Regions from separate parts of the Callithrix jacchus genome. Here region 2 is linked to region 1. A link is a contact called in public Hi-C data. All regions are on one chromosome and are shown on one strand. The core of a region is the stretch at or near the end of the contact, and the rest is flanking DNA. Distances in the headings are between cores, read along the strand shown.

Region 1 (7,024 bases), core at 3,322-5,821:
AGGTGCTACTCTCATCTAGTGGGGAGATGCCAGGGACACTAAAGGCCTATAATGCACTAGGTGGCCACTCCCCCAACAAAGAATCGTCCCCAAACACCAACAGGGCCCACACCCAACTAGGAACTGACCAGGCCTGAGGTCCACTTAAGCATACCTCTTCTCTTATTTTTAAATTTTTAGTAGAGATGGGTTTCACTGTGTTGCCCAAGCTGGTCTCAAACTCCTGAGCTCAAGCAATCCTCCTGCCTCGGCCTCCCAAAGGACTGAGATTACAGACACTGGGGATCGAGTGCCAAGGGCTGATATGTCTGGTCAGCTGTTTTTCAGAGTAGTAGGTGAAAATGGGGTTTAAAACTCGAAGCGACATAAGGCAGGCTCTCCCTGCAAGCAATGGTATGCCTCTAACGGAGAGTCTGAACTGGGGGAGTCACTGGCATGCCCAGTTCAGCACGCCTGACCACATAGGCTAGGCCTGCGTTCCCATGACAAGCAATGGAGCAGCAAAGGCACTGTGATGGGGTCTGCAGGTACATTAAGGGGCCAGGGCAACGGACAGGCAAGGCCTAGACAGGAAGAGTGTGGTGCTGAATGAGAACAGCCCAGCCAGGCTGGGAAGCCAAGCAGGAGTGGGTAGGGGGGAGGCACATGATAATTAACTCTGCAAGTTGATAGTATTTGCATATAAATGCCTCCACAAATCACTACAAACAAGCCAGGACAAGTCAGGCCTATTAGCATATACAAGCCAGCCTGGGAAGGCCTCTCTAGGTGGGTCATTGAGTGGGCTGCTCACTTAGAGGGCTGCCTGCCAGCCTAAGGAGAAGGGACAGACGGGGAGGGCTGGGGAGGATGGGGGACACTGGCAATTTCAGACCCTTTCACCTCTGAACACAGTTGCAAACATGTCAAAAGGAGTTGGCTCTATTTCCAGCCCATGGGGAAGAACAGAAGAATTGCTTTGGACCTTTTAGTTTATTTCTTCCAAGGTGGTAAGAAAGGAAAAGTAGCAGAGGCCAGCCGCAGGAAAGAAAGAAAGAAATGAAAAGGGCATGGGGATGGGAGCTGCTATCTGGAGAGGCTATTCAGTATTCAAAGTGCCGTGAAGGCCTGCCTCCTATTTCATTTACGTCCCACTACAAATGTAAGGTACACATTATGCCCATTTTACAGGTGAAAGAAGTGAGGCTCAGAGAGATTAAATTCCTGGTCCAAAGTCGCACAGCGTGGGCCTCCCACCGATGGCCTCAGCAGAGCATGTAAGGCCCACAGCAAAGAGCAGAGACCACCTTTCCAAAGAGTGGGCTTTTTTTATTCCCCTTTGCTTCTCCCATTCACCGTGAGTCCCCATTTGAAAAAGATTCACAAGCAGCGCTCTGGTCCTCGGCCAGGCCCTGCCCTGTTTTATTCTGTAATTATTTCCTACCTTTCACCAATGAGGAAGACCACACCTCCTTCCAGTTAGACATCTGGAAGTCTGCACCAGGATTTCCTCTGTCACCCCATTTTTCCACTGTCTGGACAATTTTTATAGTTTCACCAGCAAGGGCAAAATACATTGACAGTCCTTTCCCAAACGGCATAAACGTTCTCTGCTTTCCCCAAATAAACCTCAGGATTTTGTATCTGTTGAAGGAAAAACCAGCTTCGACTTCCTCCGTTAAAAAAGGGTGTCCAGGGGTGAGGGGATCCTACTATTGTCATTTCTGCCATTCTTTACTTAAACGACATTTTTAAAGAGGGTAAAATACTACCTTATGAAAAACCAACCAACACGGGCCCAGGTAATACACATTCATACAGTCAAGTACAAAGACTGAAAGTCTTCATCAATGCCCATCTCAATTATGTATCAAATTTTAAAAGGGGACACTATTCAAGACTCTGTCGGAAAAAGCAATCACCTGAGTAGTGACACCAACCTCCTGCCGTGCACACTGAAATCCACGGGCCTCTTCTAGTGTCTAGAAGCTGACCTGACACTTTAACCTTGATGCAGATAGGCCACAGAGAAACAGCGGAGCTATCACAAGGGAGGCAGAAACCACTCCCCCAGCCAGCCAAATGTACATCGAGAACCAAGGCCTTGAGCCAAAGAGCATTTTAGGAAGCAGGGCCTGAAATGGTGGAAGAGGCTTGCATTGTTTCTTGAGTAGTTAAGAACGATTGTTTAAAAAACAGAAAAGTTGGGAGATGGAGAAGAAAGGCACACGTGTGTTCTCCAGCAACTGCCACGGGACAAAGATGCTGGGAAGAGAGAAGTCCCGAAACAGGCCACTCCGGAACTGGAAGCATCGGTAGCCGCTCGGCTGATGTCTACACATATGTACTTTTTATGGACTTTCAGGAGTTTAAAGGCTTTTGAAAAGTGCTATTTGGATAACTGAAGGGAGACAGACTTCCATATCTGAACAGGCAGTTATATGACTTTTGGGGGGATACAGGGCTGAGATCAACTCTCTGATTAAGCCCCTTGGTCTTTCCGCACTCAGCTAATCCACCTCCTGCCTCTCCACTAAGGAGATTCAAATGAGAAGACAGACAGGCGACAGCCTCTGAACTGGAATTTTAATTCTGAATGCAGAGCCTGTGACAGATGTATGCAGCGGACCTTTATCCAAAACCGAGCCCAACCGATACACTCAGCAATTTTCTCCAGTCACACTCCTGGATGGAGGCAGGAACAATCAAGAAAGAAGCCAAACTGTTCTTTTGCCTCCTCCTTCCTGAAAGAGCCCCCATCAAGAAGTCTACACATGACCTCTCCAGTGTGAAAGCCCCAATCATGCCTAAGCACCCCAAATCGCCCTAAGTCCTGAGCCCTACTCATTCAGTAACACCCTCTCCCCTATACAGAGAACAAGCAGTCACTGACGCCTGCCCTAGAAGCACAGAGACAAGGGTCTCACTCTCAGATCAAAGGTTTTGTGGCCAAGTTAACTTTTGGGACAGAGGGTGAGGTCAGCAGCAGATGAAAATTCCACTGCGTTTTCAGAGTCCAGTGGAGCCAGTTCTCCCAGTTCCAGTCCAGGTCCCCCTGCAGATGACTGAAGGTGCTCCATACATTCCTAACTGCTATCCCAAAAGACCCACTTGAAATTCAACTCAAGGTCACCATTTAAGAAAGCCTTTCAGGCCCTTTGTGATCAGCTTCCTCCCAAAAATCAAGCAGAATAGAAAGTGAGAGGCACCCCAGCACAGGCCCCTCTTCTCAAGGTGGGCCAGCTTCCTTGCAGGGGAGTTTCAATGGCTTCATCTCAAACCACTCGCTGCCAAGAGTAGGGGTAGAAGGGCAGCACATGTTTTCCCTGCCTCACTGGAAGCTTTAGACCTGACTCCAGGGAGGGAAAAGGATGGAAAAATCTTAGAGGCAGCACATGTGTTAATACCAAAGCTCAAAGAATGCGCAGCAGAACCACCTAAGCCCCATCAAGACACAGAGGGCCAGCTAAGGCCCCTCTGGAAAAGCACACATCAAAACCCCCAGGCAGGAATCCTCGTATTGATGAGACTGCTGTGGTGACCCTCTGGTGGACAGGGAGAGGTTGTCACCCAAAAGGCAGATAAAGCCCAGGCATTTTGCTAAGATCCCCTGTCTGGGGTTAAAACCAACAAAAGAGAAGTCTTGCTCTGAAACAGGGCTGAATTTGCCACCTTGCAAACTTCCTGTGTCTCGCTCCCTGTTTTTAGTTGAGCCTTTATTCTTGTAAAAGCAAGAAACTCCATGAATGAAGGGTAAAGAAGGGCAGAAACATCAAAGAAAAGAAAAATCACCTTTAAATGTTAAAAGCCAAGTACCTTCCTTGGGCAAATAACTCTGCAGAGACATACCCATCACTGCAACCATGGCCTGGTCCTCACCTACCTGTTCCCTGGCCCAAAGAATGAAAACTAGAAAGAAACATTCCAGTTCTTTCCCTATTTCTGAAGCTTTAGCACACTGCTACTGCCAGTCAGCACTAAACCCTGCTCCACACCTCTGTCCCCAGTTTCTGTCCATATAGGAGTCATTTACCCTATTAGCCCCAAGAAGCTAACCCTCCGACATCTAACTGCCACTTTGCACATGTTCAAAGAGATCAATCCGGCAGTCAGCTTTAAATCATAGAGAAAAGCCATCTGACAGTTGTTGATTTTGTAGTGCTTCTCTTTAATCTGGATTTTGAAAGTGGCTTGCCAATGAGCCAAGATTTCTGCCTGGGTCTCTCCCTCGGGGCGGTTTGACACAACCGTAGCTTCTGTGTGTTCCTTTCTCAATCTGAGTGGCCTAAGGACACAGGACACTCTGCTTTGGAGAGAACAGGCACCCTTTATGACTTAAAGTAGCTCCTGCCAAGGAATTCCCTTGCCTGGATTCTATTAAAACTGGGTTCCCATTTCCCCTGACCACAGTTTTTAACTCAGGCACAGGACGGTGGTTCTGAGCTGTGCTGTGACTTCTAATATTAACCGTTACCATCAAATTCTCATACCAGAGCATTTGGATACCCCTATGAAGTTCACTACAATGGAATCGGCCTTCCTGTTGTGTTTTTACAGTAACACCCCCATCCTGGTTAATTGCACTAGCCTTGGGAACCAGAACAGGCCAACAGGCCCAAACATCACAGAAATAGGCCAGGCTAACAGCAAGCAATCATTTTAATAACAAATGAAAGTATAAACCACAGCACACACTGTACTTCTTCAGGTAACTGACAGGCACCTTCAGTCCATTAGCTCCATAGTGTGGGTTGAGTGTGAGATGGAGTTTACACAAGTTTCTTCAGGCCAGAATCATTGCTGCCTACCTGCAAATCAAGGCTAAATGCTCGGAGCTGAGAAGCAGGTGAGTTACTCCTAAAAGGTGAGGTGGTGGGGTGGTGGTGGTGGTGGTGGTTGTTAACTGTTGTTTTGAGAAGGAGTTTTACTCTTGTTGCCCAGGCTGGAGTGCAATGGTGCGATCTCGGCTCACGGCAACCTCCGCCTCGTGGGTTCAAGCAATTCTCCTGCCTCAGCCTCCCGAGTAGCATAGCTGGGATAACAGGCACGTGCCACCACACCCAGCTAATTTTGTGTTTTTAGTAGAGATGGGGTTTCACCATTTTGGTCAGGCTGATCTCGAACTCCTGATTTCAGGTGATCCGCTCGCCTCAGCCTCCCAAAGTGCTTGAATTACAGGCGCGTGCCACTATGCCCAGCCAAAAGGAGAGTTTTATAAAGACAATTCACTTTCTTCCCCTTTAAATAAGCCAGTTCGCTACACTTTTATAAAATGTTGCTTAGTCACTTAAATATTTACTTTTTAAGATGACACTCACTGTTACAACTTAGCAATAAAAGTAATTTCTTAAGTAAGGGTCTGCTCTGGGCCCTCAAGTATTTCCAGATTCTTACTGATAATGTGTAGGAGGAAGACAAAAAGCTCCACCCCCTGAAAGATACACTAAAAAGTGCACACAGTGACAATAAGGACATGTTTCCTTGATGCTGCTTGTGACCAGAAATAAACGAACTAAGCCAAATCACCGCTAGCCCCAGATAAGACTTTTCCAGCAGTCTGTAATTATGGATGTACTCTAATGAACTAACCACCTTTGAGTCACCCAAGATGAGCCAGGCCAGTCCTGGGAGTGTCTAGCAGTCATCATTTAAAGTCAGAATAATAAAAACCAAAATCTCGCTTATTTTAGCTCCTCGCCACTGGGCTCTACAGTTGGCACTGAGTTGACAGACACAGCAGTGAAATTCAACCTTCAAGCTGCAGGAAGGCAGGCACTTCGCCCTGTTGGAAAGAGTCAGGCAGAGGCCTGTGTAGAGTGCCTTTTTATTTGAGCCTTTTCTACCCTCCCTTAACATTCATTTGTGCAAACAAACAAAAAAAAATGGAAGGAAAGGAACCAAAATAAAGTGTCAGGTGGTTAGGGAAGCAGCATGTATTATTATTATTATCATCATCATCATTCTGGAATAGTTAGCAAGTGTTTCTCAATAGTTCCCTGTCCATCAATACTGTTTACAGAAGAAAGGGAAAACAGTAGCTCTATCTCATAGAAAGTGCAGCCATTTCAAACAAACAAAAAAAAAGGGTTGAGAGAGGGAAGTGACCCATGTCATAAAGACAGAAGGTCTCCAAGTCACTTAATTCCCTGTGATTCCGAAAGGGCTATTTTTAAAGTGTAAAAGAGCCGCTTCTGCATCTGCTCCATGTTGTTAAATAACACTTGTGTAATTAAATAAAAGAGCCAAGTGTGACCCCAGCCCACTCTGAGAGGCACTTTACATGCTTTCTGAAAACTATGCTGGAAACACCACGCGGACAATCTCCTTAGTCCTGTAATTTAGAAAAGGGGGAGAGGAAAAGTTTCTTTTGGCCATCACAGCTATAGACTCTGTGAAAGGGTGCCTTCAGGGTCTCTGCGAAACCGAATGAACACAAATGCAGGTGTGCAAACACCCAGGTATGTACCTCTCTCCAAAGACCCCATTCTTGAAACCCTTTAATTATTTGGGACCGTGGTCTTCTGACTTTCCTCACACCTCACCTTTGCCTTCATGGTTTTTCATGGTGAAGTAACTAGATTCAGAATCTCAGGCTCCCAATGGCTGTTCTGATAACAAGGAGCAGACTCACATTCCTTGCTGGGGCCTTTCTTGATCAGGTTGCCTTGGAAGATGTGTATTTCCCTACCCAATGAAGTCCCCACCACAGCACTCACACGTCCTCCTGGAGCCCAGCCTCCTGGAACTTGTGATTTTCAGGGTTTCCCTTGAAACCTAGCCAGAAACCACAGCCATTAACTGAACATGAAGGTTTGACACCTCCTGAATTTAGGAATGAGGGGACTCGAGGGGCCAACTCTACAAACTCACACCTGCTGCTGATGGCAACGAAACAGGTTCCCCAGCTAGGGTGAGCTTTAAATTATACTCTATTTATTTAAGGACTTGTCTCCGAGGATCTCAAAGCATGGAGAGAAGTAAGATGACGTGTAACTTTCTCACAATGTACCTTCAAGGCTTTGCCCTGATGCATTCCGACAAGCAG
Region 2 (7,024 bases), core at 2,969-5,468, 230 kb before region 1:
TCTGCCCACTTCAGTCTCCTAAAATGCTGGGATTACAGGTATCAGCCATTATACCTAGCTGAGAATCTTTTCTTTTTTTTTTTTGCTGAGATAGTCTCACTCTTGTTGCCCAGGCTGGTGTGCAGTGGCTGGCATGATCAGGGCTCACGGCAGCCTCAACCTCCAGGGCTCACTTGGTTCTCCCACCCAGCTCCGCTCCCCCACCACCAAGTCACTGGCACTACAGGTATATGCCACCACACCCAGCTAATTGTTTTTATAATTTTAGTAGAGACAGGGACTTGCTATGTTGCCCAGGCTGGTCTCGAATTCCTGGGCTCAAGTGATCCTCCCACCGCAGCCTCCCAAAGTATTGAGATTACAGGCATGAGCCATCATACCTGACCCTTAGAGAATCTTGAGGCTGAAAATCAGGGGTGACCCTAATCAAGTTTCAAGTGACACAAACCCCCTCTGGCCTTGGGAGCAGGTGGGACCGGTGACTGGGCCTTCAACAGAGGAAGAATGACATCAAGGACAAAACAGCACTGAAGAGGCACCAAAGAGATGTGACCAAAACCCAGACGCCCTGGCACACAGCCTGGCACCTACCTCAATGCTCAATAGATACGTTTGCTTTGGCGCCACTTAAGAAACTTAACCGCTTAAAAACATAGTAGAATATAGTATAATAAGGAGAATGAAGGTGACTACTCAAAAAAGTAAAACAAAATCCCCTTCCCACTCACCCAAAGCCAACATCGTTTTCTGGGCAGACTAGGGATGTGTCCACTCCCTGACCTGTTAGCTCCATTCTTCCAGGGAATGAAAGATAAGAAGGCTGGAGGGCAGCCACGCACACTACCTGTCCACTTTCCCTGGTCTTTCTCGCCTCCACTCTCTTGGTCCTTAGCAAGCTCCTCTGGATCAGCAGCTGTTTCACTGGGTCCTTCAACATCTTCAATGGCTTCTTCTGAAACAGAAGAAAAACATGTCAAGGGTTAAACATAAAGAGAAGATGAAGGCCTTCTGGTCCCTATTGCAAAGCACTGCCAACCACAAGACAGGCACCAATGACTCATGCCGTTTTCTTTCCAGTGGCCCCTGGATGGCTGCCTGTGCTGAGGATACAGCGAGGTCTGGGTAAGCAGTGGGGACTTTCCTTCTGGGTAAACAGCTGGTATGAGGCTGTGACTTGCTCCAGTTGTGTGGCCATTAGGTATTTCTAGATAGATTCTGAATGCTTCACTTGAGCAGTTCTAACTGAAAAACCAATCCTGGCTGAAGCAATAACTCCACCTGAATCCCTGAAGTCACATGCAAGTCTTTTACACTTGAAAATGCAAGACGTGCCCACCTGTTCCCTTCAGGCCTAGCTCCATTCCGAGCCTCCTGGCATTGGCCTAGACCATCCCCAATCACTGACCCCTCACAGGGCTCACAGTGCCTATGCATGTGCCACAGTGTGTGTGAGTTGTTGTGAAGGGTCATAGAGTAGCAGTGATATGAGTTCAACGGTTTGAAGAGTTCCAGAAACCAAATGGCATCTGGTGAGCATGCCAGGAGGCAGTGGTGGGAAGCGAGATTTGTAGAATACACTTTCTTTTTGAAGCAATTCCATCCTCACTCACGATGGGTTTAATATGAAGGCAGGAAACGTCTCTCCAGTTCAGTACACAGTGCTATAGTGAAGGCAGAATGACCGCTGCCAACTTTAGGTTGCTTATGAAGGGAAATGCCATCCGGCCAAGTGGGGAAGAAGAGAATAAGATACTCTAGATGCTGAGGGAAACAAAGCGACACACTTTTCTCTTGCTGTTCTGGCCCTCTGGATCATTATCCAAAGCATACATTCAGCAAGACTGGGCTAAGGGAATGAATAAAGTGGACAAACCAAGGTGACATAATTTTAATAACAATGTAATTATTAGGTGACTGTGAAGAGCACATTTTCTTGGGTATTTAGTCGTGACCAGACCCCAGCCAGGAAGTATTGAGTCTGGCTTAGAACACTGGATCAGGGCTCTGTCCAGCACCGCCACAGGTCTCTCCAACCCCAGAGTGCTACTTTAGTTCAAAGTGTCATGCCTTCTGACCCTCTAGAAAACAGCCTCTACCCCAATGCTACTTTTCAATTTTTCAGTGTCATGCCTTCTGACCCTCTAGAAAACAGCCTCTGAATGTATCTCTTGAAGGAAGGAATAGGAGCACAAAGTACATTGGTTTCAGAGGGTTTCTAAAACACTGAGGAAGAAGGTATCTCTTTAGAATCAGATTGTCTTGACTCAAGAGATGATGGGGGTCCAAGGTCTGGAAAACTGAACTAGTGTCACGGAATGTTCCTTCTTCCTTATTGCCAAGAGGGAGTTTATGAGGCAGTCACTGGGAACACAGGTGAAGTGTGGTGCTGCTAATTTTCATCTCCAACTCAGGACTCCACATATAATCTCTCTGTCTCCTTTCTTGTCTCGCTGCACAGTAAAGTCAGCATCAAGTCTCCCTACTCTACCCTTAGTTCAAATGGAGAAAAATCAGGCAACCACAGCTTGAAGTCAATCAGATACAGAGCCCACATTAACACCATACATCATTTAGTACAGAAAACATATATAGGTGTCAGTAGAGCAGGAACACATCACACAGCATGACACAGAAACTACCTTCATTATGCCCAGATGGGATGTTCCACGCACATTTTTAGGCTTTCAATAAAATTGTTCAACATTATAATGATAAAATTCATCTTTGAATGGTGATACCAGCATTTGGTCAATTAATATTATTTATTACATTGGGTCGACCCAGATGAGCTAGGTCTCTTAAAGGATCCTTATTTGTCCCAATACATGCTGTGATACAAAATATCTGTAGTGGTAGGGATACATTTATGTATCCCAATACATAAAATGTATCACCAATACATTTATGCCTAGTGTTCCATTATTGGAACGCTAAGCTTGTGGGAGTTATTTATAGCCAACTGCTCAAGGTCATCACCAAGGTCTGATTTTTCACACAAAACAATTTTTGCAATCTCCAGCATAAATGGGTTAATCATATTTGATTAGGCAAAGAAATGGCTCAATGGCCTCTCATCTCTAATGCATACATATTATCACCTTAGATGGGGACAGTCTGACTCCTACAAACTAGAGAACACTCTGAGATGGTGATGAGCAGCGTCTGGAGGTGCTGCTCAGTAGACCTGGGAAGGGATTTACCTACTGTGAGGTCATATTACACAAGCCAGCAACATCATACAGCCTGCAGCTATCAGAGCAGAGAGTTAAAAACTCATGGTCAACCGACACTGACCCCAGTTCTTCAAGCCTTACCAAACAAATGTGTTGAGAGGCTAGAGACTGTAATGTATAAGCAGATCATTGAGGCATCAAGCAAGGAAACCGCATGTTGCTTTGCAAATATTTCTGGAGCTCTCATTCCGTGAGCCCACTTGGGCCTTTGCTTTCTTCCCTCCCTGCCTTACTGCAGGCAGCAAATGAAGGCAGCTGAGTTCCAATGAGAGGATCAACGAAAGAGGTTATTTCAAGAACTTATTTTGCTCATCTCTTTTTTTTAAAGATTTACAAATCAAGTCCTCTTCTTGAGTTCCTAGGTTTAATGTTATCATTTGTGATTCATTCACTAAAAGGCTGTTCTATGCGTGGTGGAAGAAGAAATGATTAGGAAAATCCTGGATAAGCCAGCTCCCTTGCAAGGGGATCAGTGTCCTAGCCCCCACCCCCACATAAAAACCAGGTCCCATTCAGCCCAGCCGGCTCAGCCCTGCAGTTCCAGCCGTAACCTACAGGTGTCGCCCTTTGCATGGCGAGGCCCCAGAAGGGCAGCGGGCTGCAGGAGGCAGACAAGAGTCTGGGCTGCCTAACCTGAGCATGTGGAAATAATATATGTCTTCAAGTGAACTGTCTGGTCCTGGAGAAATAAAATAGGACATTCATAAGCAGTTACACCATCTGTCTTTATACCATCATCATCAACAGCAAGAGGAAAAATAGCTCTTTAAAATGGATGAAAGCCCAGGCTGACAGTAACCGGAAAACTGTTGAGCTCTGAATACCAATAAAGGTAGAGGAATGATTAAAAAACAGCGATGCAACTAAAAATGCGTCTGGACAGCTCAGGCCCACAATGCTTTGCAGACAGGGTGTGTTTTATTGGTTCCGAAAGCATAAAGCAAGCGCGTACCAAGAGCCAGGCCTGGGGAAAGGCTTGGTCTCCCTGCCCTGGAAACACGTGGGAACCAGGGGCGAAACGGTATCCCGCTCTGAAACAGATTTGTGTCCACATGCTAAGCTCCTTGGGCTGTTATCTAGCCCTTGTTCTCTTTAGGAATGTAGACTTGATACACACGTGCTGGAGAATGAAGGGGAGGTTTTTTGTTTTTTTTTTTTTCCCCCACAGATCACGGACTTCATTCCCTCCTCTTCTGCAGAGTCAGTGGCAACTGCCTGGCTCATTACTACAGAAGCTGCAGATTCCTTCCCCCTATAATATCAGCTACCGACAGCCGGTGGGAACAAGCAAAGATTTGATGGACGATCGGTTTTATCTGGAAAATCCTGTCTTTCCTACAGAAAAAGGGGTTGCTTCCCTTCACCCTATGCCACTTTTAAGGCTGAAACAGATAAATCAAAACCAGCTTCTCCTTCAAGCATTAACGATATTTCAGATCCCAGCCAGAGCACACCAGGAATGCTTTCACAAGGGCGTGGCCAGGACCTGGGAGAGGAGGTGATTCCCACTTCCCTAGTCCAGCCCTGGTTCTCGGCAGGAGGTAGCAGGCCCAACGCATCCCAGACAGGTCTGTGTTTTAGAAGACGCCAGAGAAGGTGCCTCTAAAACTCCTGCAGAAGCCCACTTAGATAGTTACACCCCACAGTAGCCTCAAACCGGAGCACCCCCTCCTATATGTATTTTCATGTTAAAGAGGGAAATAAAAACAAATCTTGGAAAACTACAGCGTCTTCCTAGGGTCCCTTCTGCCCTTCATTTCCATGTTCAACAGTGACTGAAGGCCTTTTAAAAATATCTTTTTTGGCTGGGCATGGTGGCTCATGCCTATAAATCCCAGCACTTTGGGAGACTGAGGTGGGTGGATCGCTTGAGCTCAGAAGTTCCAAACCAACCTGGGCAACAGAATGTAAGATTCTATCTCTACCAAAAATGTAGAAATTATCTGGGTGTGATGGCAGATGCTTGTAGTCCTAGCTAACTTGGGAGGCTGAGGTAGAAGGATTACTTGAGCCTGGGAGACTGAGGCAGCAGGGAGCTGCGACTGCATCACTGCACTCGAGCCTGGGCAAAAGAGTGAGACCCTGTCTCAAAAACAAACAAAAAAAAAACAACCTTTCCATCACCACCTCCTTTTTACAATTGCTTCTCCCAGATAGCACTTATTACTGCTTGGCCAAACCCAGCCTGTTCATCACTCACGCCTCCTGGTTAAGTGCAGAGTCCTCAAGAGCAAGAATTCCAGCAGATAAAGACCTAAAAGGGAAAAGTTCCTGGGACAGCTTCAGTTTTTAAGGTGATGATACCCCAGTCTCAGAAATTTTCCCTTCAATCAAAGTGGTTTTGCTAACCACAAATGTAAACTGATCTCTTAATATACCTTATACTTAGCATCTTGATACAGGTGACTGCCCAATTCCACCATCGGTGGTGAAATCCGCTCCCAAAGGAGGTGAGTGTGCCAACTGGCAGCCCCATGGGAATCTGCAATCTTATGAACAACCGGGAAATTCATTCCTTAAAGAAGCACCAGGCAGAAGCCAAAAACAGACGTGGCATCGCCACAAAGTCAGCATTCAGCCCTGAAACCCCACTGAACACACTCCCCAAACGTGTCACTCAAGAAAATGGTCCAGTTGTTAAAAAAAAAAAGGTACTATTTACCCTAATAATGGGGGCCGAGTGACACGTCCACCAGCGGGTATTTTCTACGAATCACTTTACAGGCTTGAAGGAAGGGGAGTCAATCAATCAATGATTAAGACTAGTCCCTCTGTTCCTAACTCTTAACAGGATAATGCAAATTAATTCAAACCTTCCCCAAACCTGACAAAGCCCCCATCGTGCCTCGGTGTGATAGAAATTTGGAAATTCTCCTAAGAATCAGGGTATCTGTACCCAAGGCTCTCACATGATCATGTTACTTAAATAATACACCAATTTGTGATCCCCGAAGAATGAAATTGTTCTTTCCTTTTTCTTTGGAGGGAGCGGTGTTTGAGGGTGGGGGTGAAATAAAGTGCGTTTGCCTGTCGGCAGGCTCAAGAGCTGAGAAACATTAGCTGTCATGAACCACAATCAAATCAGGTTTGAAATATTTAGCAGTGGCTTGGAAAATGCGGCGGTGCAGCTCTGACAGGCGAGATGTGCACAGACACCCACTTTCCATTATAATGGAAATATCAGGCCTGTTCTGAATATGTATAACCCAGAAAAATGTATTGATTTTTCATTCGGCATTAAAAAAAATGAAATAGCCTGCAGCTGTCAAAAGCCTTTTGTTAAAAGCTCATCTTTCCTGGAATGAGGTTTACCAGAAACAAGTTTTAATTGTATATAGGACCTCTCCTTTGAAAAACAAAATAACCAATCTGCTTACTTTGAAGATAGGGTTAAAGCTTTTCCTTTCTCCATTTTCAACCTAATTAACCCAAGGACGACCACTGAAGCGGGCAGGAAGGCGGGCACACTCTGACCATCAGGAGTGACACGGAGGGTGGCGGCTACACGTGGCGTTTGCTGGTGTCCCTGTGGCGAGTAGAAGGAGGGACTCAGGATTGTGTCTCGCTCTCTTGTTCCTCTAACTCCTGTGTAGGTGCGGCATCCTGAGACTCATTGTGTGCCCTGGCCAATCACTCTTCTTCTTTAAGCCTTGGCTGGCACAACTGGAAAACGAGGGCAGAACACTCTAGTGTGTCCAATCCTCTTGGCATTCTGTTATCAATGGGAAACCTCTACTGGCTGCAAATATTCTACAGAATATGCATCCTTTATTTTGCAAATACAGGTCAAA

What was found. A called contact is a pair of places that touch in the nucleus more often than the background predicts.
Region 2: a Hi-C map of skeletal muscle shows a contact between it and region 1, with 5 times the contacts expected there. The contact joins two enhancer-like sites. A contact is called at or near these places in 2 of 3 Hi-C or Micro-C datasets (both in skeletal muscle).

Annotation. Positions count from the first base shown.
Region 1 is chr20:28,832,063-28,839,086 of calJac240_pri, reverse strand. The region is part of intron 16 of ZFHX3 (zinc finger homeobox 3); the gene reads right to left. Among named protein-coding and RNA genes, the nearest start is that of TRNAK-UUU, 450 kb to the right of the region's middle. Within about 2 kb of position 4,571, at least 2 of the 16 cell types and tissues checked have an H3K27ac peak or open chromatin away from gene starts, as enhancers often do. A contact at or near this core is called in skeletal muscle, where this site is marked.
Region 2 is chr20:29,058,380-29,065,403 of calJac240_pri, reverse strand. It overlaps ZFHX3 (zinc finger homeobox 3), which reads right to left. Exons shown (of 24, transcript XM_078357602.1): 19 at 845-952. Among named protein-coding and RNA genes, the nearest start is that of TRNAK-UUU, 670 kb to the right of the region's middle. Within about 2 kb of position 4,218, at least 2 of the 16 cell types and tissues checked have an H3K27ac peak or open chromatin away from gene starts, as enhancers often do. A contact at or near this core is called in skeletal muscle, where this site is marked.